3 separate regions of the Sus scrofa genome follow, and regions 2 and 3 are each linked to region 1. Evidence: chromatin contacts called from public HiChIP or PLAC-seq data. All regions are on one chromosome and are shown on one strand. The core of a region is the stretch at or near the end of the contact, and the rest is flanking DNA. Distances in the headings are between cores, read along the strand shown.

Region 1 (3,655 bases), core at 787-3,286:
AATGTGAATAGGCAACATTTTGTTTAATGATTCACTAGTGCACCGAGAGACTCCAGCCTTCTCCAACACCCCCCACCTAGAAGGATGGAAATTGTGTTCGCTCAGTTCCTTAAGAGTGAATCCAGGAGTTTGCTGCATAGGGTCCATGCCCTCTGCCCTTGGAATTCTCGCATCATAAGAATTTTTTTCCCATTCAGAAATCTGGATATAAAAACAAATAAACCAGGAGTTCCCGTTGTGGCGCAGTGGTTAACGAATCCGACTGGGAACCATGAGGTTGTGGGTTGGATCCCTGCCCTTGCTCAGTGGGTTAAGGACCTGGTGTTGCCGTGAGCTGTGGTGTAGGTTGCAGATGCGGCTCGGATCCTGCGTTGCTATGGCTCTGGCGTAGGCCAGTGGCTACGGCTCCGATTCGACCCCTAGCTTGGGAACCTCCATATGCCATGGAAGCGGCCCTGGAAAAGGCAAAAAGACAAAAAAAACAAACAAAAACAAACAAACAAACAAACAAAAAATAAACCATAAACTACCCTGATACCTGACAAAAATTCTATAAAGGTTACATCATATTACTGACTGTAAGAGATTGAGGAACCTGAAAAGTATAGTGAGAAACCTAAAGCTATAAAAGAGAAAGAAAAAGGGAAGATCAACACAAGTGCAAATAAGCAAAAACTGCAGATGCATTCTTTTTTTTTTTTTCTCTCTTTGTCTTTTGTCCTTTTAGGGCTGGACCGGAGGCATATGGAGGTTCCCAGGCCAGGGGTCAGCTGTAGCTGCTGGCCTACACCACAGCTCACAGCAACGCAGGATCCGACCCAAGTCTGCGATCTACACCACAGCTCATGGCAATACCAGATCCTTAACCCACTGAGCGAGGCCAGGGATCAAACCCGCAACCTCATGGTTCCTCGTTGGATTCGTTTCTGCTGCGCCACAACAGGAACTCTGCCTTCTTAACAGTATTCTTGCAACTTGCAAAAGTGAGCATACCTTCCCCACTGTGTTTTTTAAAAATGCTCATGACATATGGGGAAAGGGGAAATAGAAATTAATTCTCCTATTGTTAAAAAAAAAAAAAAAAAAAAAAAAAACTCAGTGCATTTGACCTCGGAGAGCTTCCCCTGCACTCAAATCTTTCTGGTCTTCCCGCTGGAGCACAGGTTTCGCTCTGGTGTAGATTCCCATTTAAAGGGTCTCTGTTGCAAGGGTACCACACGTTGTGAGGGAAACAGTGAAAAGTATGGTTTTACTCACCGGCGTGAGAGTCACTGTTTATTTGGAGGGGTTTCTGTGTTCTTGGCAGAAGAACAATGTAAAGAAAGTCGGTTTGGTCACCGTAAGCTCAGAGCTATCAGAGAAAATCTGGCCTAGACAGAGGTCAGCAACCTTCTTGTCTTGAGGACGTCGCAAGGAATTCTGGGAGCTGGGAGCAGAAGCCTCCTGCAGAGTCAGGGAGCTGGTGGGCTGACCCCGTGTATAACTTCACATGCATCCCCCTGCTCTTACCGGGAGCCCCGACACAAGCGGTCCTCAGAAAACATCCTCATTCCGTCTCCTGCCTACCTGCCTTCCACCCTAACCCTTAGTGGGACCACCCTAATCTCTGGTCCTACTAAGCTTTCCTCTACACCCCTGCACATGCTGTTCCTTTTGAGCAGATCTCTCTCTTCCATCCTCTGCGTGGCTGAACTTTACTTAATCTCGAGTCTCAATTCAGATGTCTCCTTCCCCTGCCTCCTCAAATCTGGGTTGGGGGTCCTCCCAGGGGCTCTAGAGCACCCCTTCTCGTCCCCCTCATAACTTATCAAACTGCACCCCCTCCCTGCCCCCCCGGCCACCGGAAGGGCAGCTTTGCAAAGGCAGTGACTCATCTGTTTTCTTCTTTGTTGTATTTCTACTGCCTACAGGACCTGACACCTGGCAGGTGCTTGGCGAATATCTGTTGACGAAGTGAATGAAGCAAAATGAGGAAGCAGAGGAGGGAAGAGAAAAAAGGGAAGAGAGAGAGAGAGAGCTGCTTTGGAAGGAGTAGGGTGGAGGGCCCCCGGCCACAGGGTCATAAGTTTCAGTGACACAGGCTGTTTCTACACTGAAGTGTGATACCGCCTTCTTTTCCTTCTTGTATGCGGCAAACATGACACACCTCGGGTTTTCTTGAGCAAGGAATAAGCAGACAGTGAGATCCCAGCCAAGATACAACCGAAGCAGCAAGAACCCCTTGCATCTTCATTCCGTGGGACAGTTTTTAAAGTGTGGTCCCACACGCTCACATCCATTCTGGGAGGCAGGCGGAACAGGTATTATTACTCTCACTTTACACACGACACTGGGACTGAGGGCCATGACTTGCCGAGGTCAAGCATTTATTAAGTGGCAAAGACAGCCAGAGGCCAGGCCTTCGGATGGACATGTGTCCACTGAGCATGGCACACAAATCTAGCCTCTTGCCTAACACCTGAGGAAGAGGGGCTCAAGAGGGCAGATTTATTAGTCTTTGCCACCAACGAATTAAAATCTCATCAAAATGTCATTTTAAATGTGTCTAATTCAGGACTTTTGGTCATGGCTCCTTGGAAACAAATCTGACTAGAATCCATGAGGTTGTGGGTTTGATCCCTGGCCTTGCTCAGTGGGTTAAGGATCTGGTGTTGCCATGAGCTGTGCAGCTTGGATCTGGTGTTGCTGTGGCTGTGGCGCGGGCCAGCTCCTACAGCTCTGATTTAACCCTTAGCCTGGGAACCTCCATATGCCGCAGGTGCAGCCTTAGCAAAAAAGACAAATAAAATAAAATAAAATGTGCCTCATTCATTCTCCATAGGTATCATAAACAGAACTATTGCTCAAGAGAAGTTGCTCTGAAATGAATGAAAATACAAGCTCAAAACAGGAGCTTGAAACCCAATCTAGTAACAAGGACCCACAAATTGTGACTGCTTCAGCTTTCCTCCCTGGCTCATGTACCATCTCCTGCCAGTGTCAGAGGGCCACTGAGTTCCTGCTGGAAATAGCTCTTTGATTGATGTCATCAGTTAAATGAAAATGATCATATGAAGCAAACAGTGTTTTTTTTCCTACAGCTTCGAGGAATAACTGACATGTACTAAACGGCACATTTTCAAAGCATACAATGTAAGTGACTTGAGACATGGATATACCATGCCAGAGAAACTCTCCCAAATCAAGACAACAAACATACTCACCATCCCCTGAAGTTTCCTCGTAACACTTTGTAACCTCTCTCTCCTGCAACTCATGCCCCCAGACAACCACTGATCTGCTTTCTGTCACTGTAGATTAGTTTGTATGTTCTAGAATTCTATATGAATGGAATCATACAGTATGTACTCTTCTTTGTCTAGTTTTTTTTTTTTTTTTTTTTTTTTTTTGTCTTTTTAGCACCACACCCACAGCATATGAAAGTTCCCAGGCTAGGGTTCGAAATGGAGCTGCAGCTGCTGGCCTACTCGACACCTACAGCAATGCAGGATCTGAGCTGCATCTGTGACCTCCACCATAGCTCATAGCAACACCAGACCCTTAACCCACTAATCGAGGCCAGAGATTGAACCTGCGTCCTCATGGATACTAGCCAGATTCATTTCTGCTGAGCCATGACGGGGAATTCCCTGTCTCAACATGACGGTTTTTAGAT
Region 2 (3,743 bases), core at 256-2,755, 410 kb after region 1:
GGGCTATCCATTGGATTAGATTTGATTATGTGTGAACATATACACATGTATAATTATAAAATTCATACTTAAATTATATTTACCTGGCCCAAAGCTCCTCACTAAATTTATTCAAAACCGATAAGACAGTAAGGTGGATGTTAACTATGAACAGAATGAACGGATTTGATGAAAGTTTTAGGAGCGACCCTCCCCAAAGAGCGAAAGTCTATATATTAGATTCAAGATATGTGTCACTTCAAATGCGGACACAGAACTCCAGAAAATAAAATTATGGCTTTTATGGACAGAAGCTAAAGGTATTTTTGGAGCTTAGAGAATATTCTGATGAATCCTTTTGTAATTCGAAGGATCCTATCCCACTTACAGTCTCAATGTGTACATTTGGGTTTTTCAAGACGGTTATGAGTTTAGGATCCAGAGTAAGAGGAACCAGGAGCCCTGCCTTCTGCCACTTACTAGCCCTGTGTCCTTGGGCAAATCACTTACACTTCTGTGCCTCAGTTTCTGCTAAGAATAGAAGATCTCATAGAGTTTGCAGAGAATGAAATGTGATAACTCACGTAAATCTCTTCGCACAGGGCCTGGCACATAGTAAGCACACTGTGATGACCATGAGTGGTGTGGAGCCTAGCTGACCTCAGAATGTCCTTCTTGAGCCTTCTGCAGGCACTACATCGCCTTGAAGCCGGGGTGTAGTGAGACAAAGTTCTTTGCCATTGAGGATGAAGTTATGTTGCTCATGTTCAAGCTAGTTTGAGGGCAATCTGCATGTAGCAATTTTCCTTTGTCAAGGACTTGATGCACCTTCTCTTTTTTCTCTCTCACAGACCCTTTCCTTTTTTCAACTTAAAAGATTAAAAGAGTTACGGTGTTCTGGGCATCCAGATCCCTGGGAGATGGAGAGTAGCCTAGAGTCTCATTTACATTTGATAGACGTGGCCTGGAATGGAAATGGCATGCCCTAGGGCTTATTTTCAGGCTTTGGCTAACCGGAGGAAATTTCCAGATCTTTGGAGGCTCTCTCATCCTTTACACTGGATCCACTTCCTCCTGGAAGAACGTGTGGGAAGCATGGTCTGGTGGGAGCAGATTCTCTAAACAACTATCTCACTTCTGGATGACCCCAGTGTGAGTGTGTGTGTGTGTGTGTGTACACCAGTGCATGTCTGCATTCCTGGCAGGCAAAGATATTCTCTTCAGCTACAAGTTAAAAGAGCACAAGTCCACGGATGTGGGTAAACCCTAACACAAAGGATCAATTACTGGCTCTGATGGCCAGAAAGTGAACCCCACTTCAGTTAGGAGGGGAGAAGAGGAAGCTGAAGCTCTGCCAAGAGCAGAGCCCTGCAGCTGCAGCCCAGGCTGGCCCAGCCCCGCCGACCTTTGCTGAGTCTTCGAAGAACACAGGCCTGCCTGTTGCATCAGCTGCTACCCAGCCGCCCTTCCCTGCCCCACCCTGGAAAGTGGTAAGGCAGTGAGGCAACCACTCAGGCAGGGGGACGTCTGGGGGAAACTGTCTCACTCCTTCCAGCCAGGCCCCACCCAACAGGCACTTCTCTAATCCATGAAGGCCACGAAGGGAAAGCAGTCCTCCGGCCCAGAGTCGCCCCCACTGTCCTGACTCTGCCTGCACTCCCTTCCACTCCCCGCTGGGCACAGTGGGTGATAGACCTCTGAGCCTTCTGTTTGGGCCACGGTGGGCCCTTACAGAGGATAACATTGAAGCCCAGAGAAGCAAAATGACTTGCCAAAGAGCCCACAGCTAGATTGCATCAGCTTGTTCAGATCACAGCTCCCATATCCTCCCTCCTGAACAACCTCAGCAACAGCCAAAGGACCAAAGTGTTTGGCCTTGGCCAGTCTTTGAAGGGAAGCCAACACCTGAAATGAGTGCTCTGAGATCTGTGAAGCCATAGAAGGTGGAGAGTAGGATGCTTAGCAGATTCTAAGGAGTGAGGTTGAAACCCATTCTGAACATGTGCCAAAGAGTCCCTTAATCCAAGTCTTGCAGGAACACAGGCCAATTTCAGGCTCAGCTGGGGCAGGAGCAGACTGTCCGGGGAGGAGGAGACAGCCCTTTCTGGATCCGTCCCAGAAAGACGAACCGATGCCTGGCTCCACCTCAGGCCTTCAAGCCCCCTCAATCCTGGAATCTCCCAGGGCCACGAAGGCAGGTGGGCAGGTTTGAGGTTGAACTCAACTACCAGGCCCACTGTGGGGGCTCAGAATGGGCCAAGAAGGCAGCCATTGACAGAAGGTGTCAACATGGGATTCCAGCCTACTGGGTTGAGCTCAGTAACTACTGACAATGCTATTGATTTAAAGGGTATATGAGAAGCTATAACTACAAACAAATCCACATACATATCTTTGTTAAAAAACCATTTTACTGAGGTATGATTGATATACAACAAATTGAAGATATTTGAGATACACAGTTTGATAAGTTTGGACTATACACATTCTTCTGGGTTTTTTTTTTTTGGTTTTGGGGGAGGGGTTTTGTGGCCACAGCCACAGCATATGGAAGTTCCCAGGCCAGAGACTGAATCCAAGCCACAGCTGTGACCTATGCCACAGCCATGGCAACACCAAATCCTTAATCCACTGTGGATCAAACCGTGCCTCCACAGTGACCTGAGCCACTGCATTTGGATCCTTACTGCTTTGCCACAGAGGGAACTCCCCCCACATTCCTTATTAACATGTGGTTCCACTGATGCTCAGGCCAAGAGGTGGCCAGCGTCCCTGGGTCCCCTGCAGCTGAGAAGTGCAGCCTCGGGGAGCTTTAGCTGATGAAAAATCAACATTGGCTCCTGCCTTCCTGGGGCCTCGTTTTCATAACCACCTTCTTCAGCTTTTAACCTGAGGGCTGCCAGCAACAGGTGCTATCCTGCAGTTTTAAGGCTTTTTTTCCTGGACTCTGGAAACCTCGTGCTGAAAGTCTGATGCTGATATGACAGACCCTCCAGCTGTGTAGCTGGCACATGTGTTTCTGCTGAAGACAACATGTACTCTGACTGGCTTCTAGAATCGCCCACATTCTTGCAGACCCTTGGGATGTGAGAGCTCAGCCATGGTCTCCTGCTGACACCCAGGTCCTAGGTGATAAAAATTCTTCTACCCACCTTTCTGATCCAGGGTTCTACTTCTACAATGCAATTACTTGTCTTGAATTTTCACCAACATTTCAAAGGGGCAAGAGGCATTCTTCCTTCTTTTCAGCCTGCTGTACACAGGAGGTTTTTCCAGCTGCCAGTTAAAATGCCGGGGCCCAGCAGGTACCCAGTGGGCACAGTCCCACCCCACTATTAGGTGCGTTCCTGGGAGAGACCTCGAGTCCACATGGAAACAGTAGGATCGGGCTTCCGTGTGTCCAAGGGACTTCCCCATGAGGCCACCGAGTCCCTGGTGTGCCTAGAAAGTCACCATTACACATCACCCCTCACCCTTCCCGAAGGACAGTAAGGAAGCAAGAGCCTGCGAATGGACAACCCCATGGAGGAGGGGGCAAGGAAGGCACAGAAGCTCACAGAGAGGACAGGGAGATGGCCTGAGAGTGAGAGGATCTGGTACAGTCACCATGGGGAAGCAGGTGACAGGAGAGGGGTCAGGGAGAAGCCCAAGTGAGGAGCCTCAGGCAACAGAAGGGGGTCCAAACCAATAACGTCAAATGGGTTTCCATTTTTTGCCTAATACATTTCAGGAGTCGACTCCAATGTTTGCTTCCACTTCTTACC
Region 3 (4,122 bases), core at 1,275-3,774, 440 kb after region 1:
CGCTGTCTTCCTCCCTCAAAGTCTGGTTCAACTTTCCCGGAGACTCTGCTGTGAGGGACCCGGATCCTCACTCTCAGCGCTCAGCACCCGGGGAGGGCCTCACCAAGACCTCTGCCCCCCGCCCGTGCCTGGGACGGGGAGAGGGAGTCGCACCCTGAGCAAGCTCTCCAAGCTCTGCCAGAAAGAGCAGCTGGCCTGTCTTTTTTTGCCTCTGCCCAGGGCCAGGCGGGGGATGTCCATCTGGTTCTCGAAGCAAGGCCTCAGCTCTGCCCCCTACTGATGCAAGGGAGGAACGCTGCCCAGAGCGGCAGCTCCTAGGCTCCTGGGAGTCGCAGCACTGTTTATCACTTGGCTCCGTGCAAGGGTGAAGCTGCCACTCACACGCGGGTTAGGATAGGCGACACTGGGCAAAGACTTAAGCTCTGTCAGCCCCAGGTCATTCACCCACAAAGGAGGAGGCGGTTCCCTTCCTGCTCTCCTGACTGACTTGGTGAGCTTCCAATGAGCTCAGACATGGGAAGGTGCCTTGAACTCTGCACAGGCCAGGCCAGGTGTGGTGCTGCTGTTTTCTAACACAGGCCTCTGAACAAACACACGTGTCACTGCCCTAAGCTCCGAGCTTCCGTCTCCCGTTTCCTCCAGGCCTCAGCCCAGGCCCCACGGTGCAAGCTGCTGGCTGACTGGGGGCTGCAGGCTCTTGAGCCAGGGCCTGGATGCGACACCCTGGCAGATGCTGCTGGCCGGAGCAGGAGAGCCTCACCATCAGAGGCAGGGGGCTGTCCATCCAAGTGGGGAGCCACTGGCATGTGGAAGCCACAATAGCCTGGGTTAGATGCCAGCTGGGTGGAGCCAGGAGCTGGAAGGCCATCAGCGACAGGACACGTCTCCTCATGCGACCCTAAACCCTGCATGAAGTCCCAGGGCCTGGGAAGGACATAGAGGCTGGATCTTCCCATGGCCTCGAACAAAGGAAAGTCCCCAGAGCCCTGCTATGCAGAAGGCAGTAAGGTGCCCCCATGGGTGTCTGTCCTGTACTTAGCAAACACAGTCCGGATAAGCAACAAATACTTTAAAAATATAAGTATGTCCCATGGAACAGTGGGCTATACTTATACTAAACACTAGTTGTTGTTGATCTGAAATTCAAATTTAATGGGATATCCCATATTTTATCTGGAAACCCCACCCCATCCACCCACCCCCAAGGCTAAAAGGGCTCAGGGAGCCCAGCCCCTTCCCAGAGCCTCAGCCACAGCTCACTGGAGGTTCCGGGAACTCTCTCAAGAGGCCAGCTGCTGGCTGCCTGCCAAGGCTGTGTCCTCTGTTCCTGGGTGGTGACCCCTGCAACTCAGCATTGGGTGGAAGAAGGAGAGGGACCCCGAGCGAGGAAGAACTAGGGGTTCCCTCAGCTCATTTCACCCTTGGGCCTCTGTGGGGCAAGAGCGACCAGCCTCCCTCACAGGGCCTAGTCCACACCGACGGGCGGGCAGGAGCTTTAAGGTCAGGACACGCCCTCCTCCCATGAGATGCTATTGCGGGGGCCGCTCCTGCCTCTGCTCAGCTCTCGTGTTGATGTCCCCAGAGTCCCTCCCTCTTCCCTGCTGCGCAATCTCCCCCTCAGCCTGGCTGCAGCCACCACCTCCAGGGAGCTCCGGCCGCCTTTACAGGAACCACCAGACACCAGCTCCTCAGGGCCGACCCTGTGCCATGAGCCGCTGCTCACAGGAGCCTCCCAGCTTGCTGCTCGGGCTCCCTGCCACGCCGCTCCCCAGGCCCCCGGCTTAAAAGGCCTCCATGGTTTCCCACTGGTCTTGGGATGAAGTCAAAATATCTCATCTGTCTTCTGCTCTCAGGCAGCCACATTTCTTGTCACATCAGAGACCGGCCAGCACCTCTTCCCCAGGCCTCCGTTCAACCAAAGGCCTTGCAGCTCCCCTGACAGCTTCGCCCTTGGTGCTAAGCCTCTGACCCCCTCCCCCTCCCTGCTTCCCAAACCTCTTTGTTCCTTCACTTCTTTGACCTTCCACGTCCTTCCTTGGAGAAGGGTGATACCTGCTGCCCTGCCGGCTTTCTTAGAGTCTCAGAGAGACTCGACTGAGACAAGAGATGCTGAACTATTTTGCAAGCTGCAATGCTGTGTGAAAGGGGAGCCACAGAATGACAGGCAAGCCAGGGGAGCCCTACAAGCCTCCTTATAAGCTGACCTCAGATGCCTAGGAGAAACACAGAGGACAACCAGGTGAAGGGACCAAGGAAATGGTGGCACTGCAAGCAGGGAGGTATGGGTGGGTGGGTGGCGCCTGGGTGGTGAGCAGCCATAGGGCTGCACAGGGCTGGGACTGCAGGAGAATCCTTGGAGGGGGCGGGGTGGGTGATGAGGGGTGCAGGAGAGGGGCTTTGGTCCCTTGCTTCCAGCTCACCAGGGTGAGTCATCCGGACGTGCCGGCCCAAACCTCACTTCCTCCACTGGAGGCTGAGCTGAAATGGTCCAGAGGATGTGCCCAGAGCATGGAGACGGCAGTACAGAGAGTGAGTCACAGGGCTGAGTCAGAGCCCACTCAGCCCTTTTCAGGGCTCTGACGAAGGCTGTGCCAGCAGAGTGGCATTCTTCCAGCCTTGCCCCCCCCACACACACCTTCTCCAGATCTTTTGCTAGCCTCACTTATTTCCCAGGGTCAGTGCAATCCACCTGGGTCTCCAATGTAACAGGCTCATAGCAGGGGGAATAAGGGAGCTGGTCCAAGTCATAGCCCCTCGACACTGGCATGAGCTGGATAGTCACTGCTCAAACACCCAGCACCAGGACGCCCACGTCTGGGGCCCTCAACCTCCCAGTGGGAACTCTGAACCTAAAGGCTGTGTCTGTGCAAATTCACGCAGCATTCTGTTTTCTTCTTCTTCTTCTTCAAATTAATACAGAGGCTCTGACATCTGTAAGCATAACCTGAGATCATGGTCACAAAAGAGGTTCTAGTCTGATCTTTCCATTGTCAGCATGAAGACTGAATTTTGGCTTTGCATCTATAACAGGAAGAGTCACCTGCTTGTATCAGAGAAGATATAACATCAGAACTAGGATGACTGAGAAGTCACCAGCTTCTAGTTGGCTTCACTTATAGAGGCTGAAACTCAGATCCAGAGAGGAGAAAGGTAGCAGAGTCTTCTGATAAGTTCCAGCTATCTTTTAGCTCTTAAACAAATATAACTTTTACTACAAAAATAAACCACATTACAGAAAGAATGGAAACGAAAAACCACGTTAATCCCAACACTCTAACATAACCACTCATATTATTTTGCTACTATTTCTTTACAATTTCTTTTTGTACAATTGTAACCATGTATCCACATCATTTTGTATATTACTTTGTTTCATTCAACTTTACCTTTTAGGCATTTCCACCATGTTACCAGTCTTCAAACCATCCTTTTTAATGACTATATAGTATTCCAGCAGGGAGATGGTCATATTTTTTTCATGGCTTATTTAATCATATCCTTAGTGTTATGCCCAAATTTTGTCTATCATAATGCTGAGTCACACCCAGTTTTGTCTATCATAATGCTGAGTGTTACTTTTTCATTTATTTCCTTGGGTTAGATAGACTCACATAAGTGAAACTGCTCTAAGGTAAAAAGCATGAGCATTTTTAAGTCTCTCTCCTTTTTTTTTTTTGCCACATCTGTGGCATGTGGAATTTCCCGGGCCAGGGATCAGACCGGTGCCATAGCAGTGACCTGAGCTGCTGCAGTGACACCCCCCGATCTTTAACCTGCTGTGCCACTAGGGAACTCCTTAAGTCTCCTGATATATATTAACAAATTGTTTTAAGATTGTACTAATTAAACTGTTGCCAGCAACACAAAGGCCTATTTTCACTGTTTCTTTAGCCTCCATTCCAAACCATGGCTTAAGATAAAATAACTTGTCCATTTCAACAAATTACCAAAATGTAAATGTTTATATCTTCTGACTCACCAATCCCCCTGCTAGAATTTTGGAAATAATCTAGTGGGTACTGACACGTGCAAAGACATCCACGAGAGAATCTGATAGGGGGAGGCCTGGGATCTTAAAATGGAAAGTCTGCGCAGAGAGGTATCATGGGGAAAGCCTTCAGT

What was found. HiChIP or PLAC-seq counts read pairs in DNA pulled down with a chosen protein or histone mark.
Region 2: an H3K27ac HiChIP or PLAC-seq map of alveolar macrophages shows a contact between it and region 1. The contact joins two enhancer-like sites. A contact is called at or near these places in 2 of 2 datasets of contacts at active chromatin or transcription factors (alveolar macrophages and skeletal muscle).
Region 3: an H3K27ac HiChIP or PLAC-seq map of alveolar macrophages shows a contact between it and region 1. The contact joins two enhancer-like sites. A contact is called at or near these places in 1 of 47 Hi-C or Micro-C datasets (heart right ventricle) and 2 of 2 datasets of contacts at active chromatin or transcription factors (alveolar macrophages and skeletal muscle).

The regions. Positions count from the first base shown.
Region 1 is chr3:111,042,550-111,046,204 of Sscrofa11.1, forward strand. All of the region lies in intron 7 of BABAM2 (BRCA1-A complex subunit BRE), which reads right to left. Among named protein-coding and RNA genes, the nearest start is that of FOSL2, 200 kb to the left of the region's middle. Within about 2 kb of position 2,037, at least 9 of the 83 cell types and tissues checked have an H3K27ac peak or open chromatin away from gene starts, as enhancers often do. A contact at or near this core is called in alveolar macrophages, where this site is marked.
Region 2 is chr3:111,451,341-111,455,083 of Sscrofa11.1, forward strand. No RefSeq gene overlaps it. Among named protein-coding and RNA genes, the nearest start is that of MRPL33, 14 kb to the left of the region's middle. Within about 2 kb of position 1,506, at least 25 of the 83 cell types and tissues checked have an H3K27ac peak or open chromatin away from gene starts, as enhancers often do. A contact at or near this core is called in alveolar macrophages, where this site is marked.
Region 3 is chr3:111,482,192-111,486,313 of Sscrofa11.1, forward strand. No RefSeq gene overlaps it. Among named protein-coding and RNA genes, the nearest start is that of MRPL33, 46 kb to the left of the region's middle. Within about 2 kb of position 2,525, at least 44 of the 83 cell types and tissues checked have an H3K27ac peak or open chromatin away from gene starts, as enhancers often do. A contact at or near this core is called in alveolar macrophages, where this site is marked.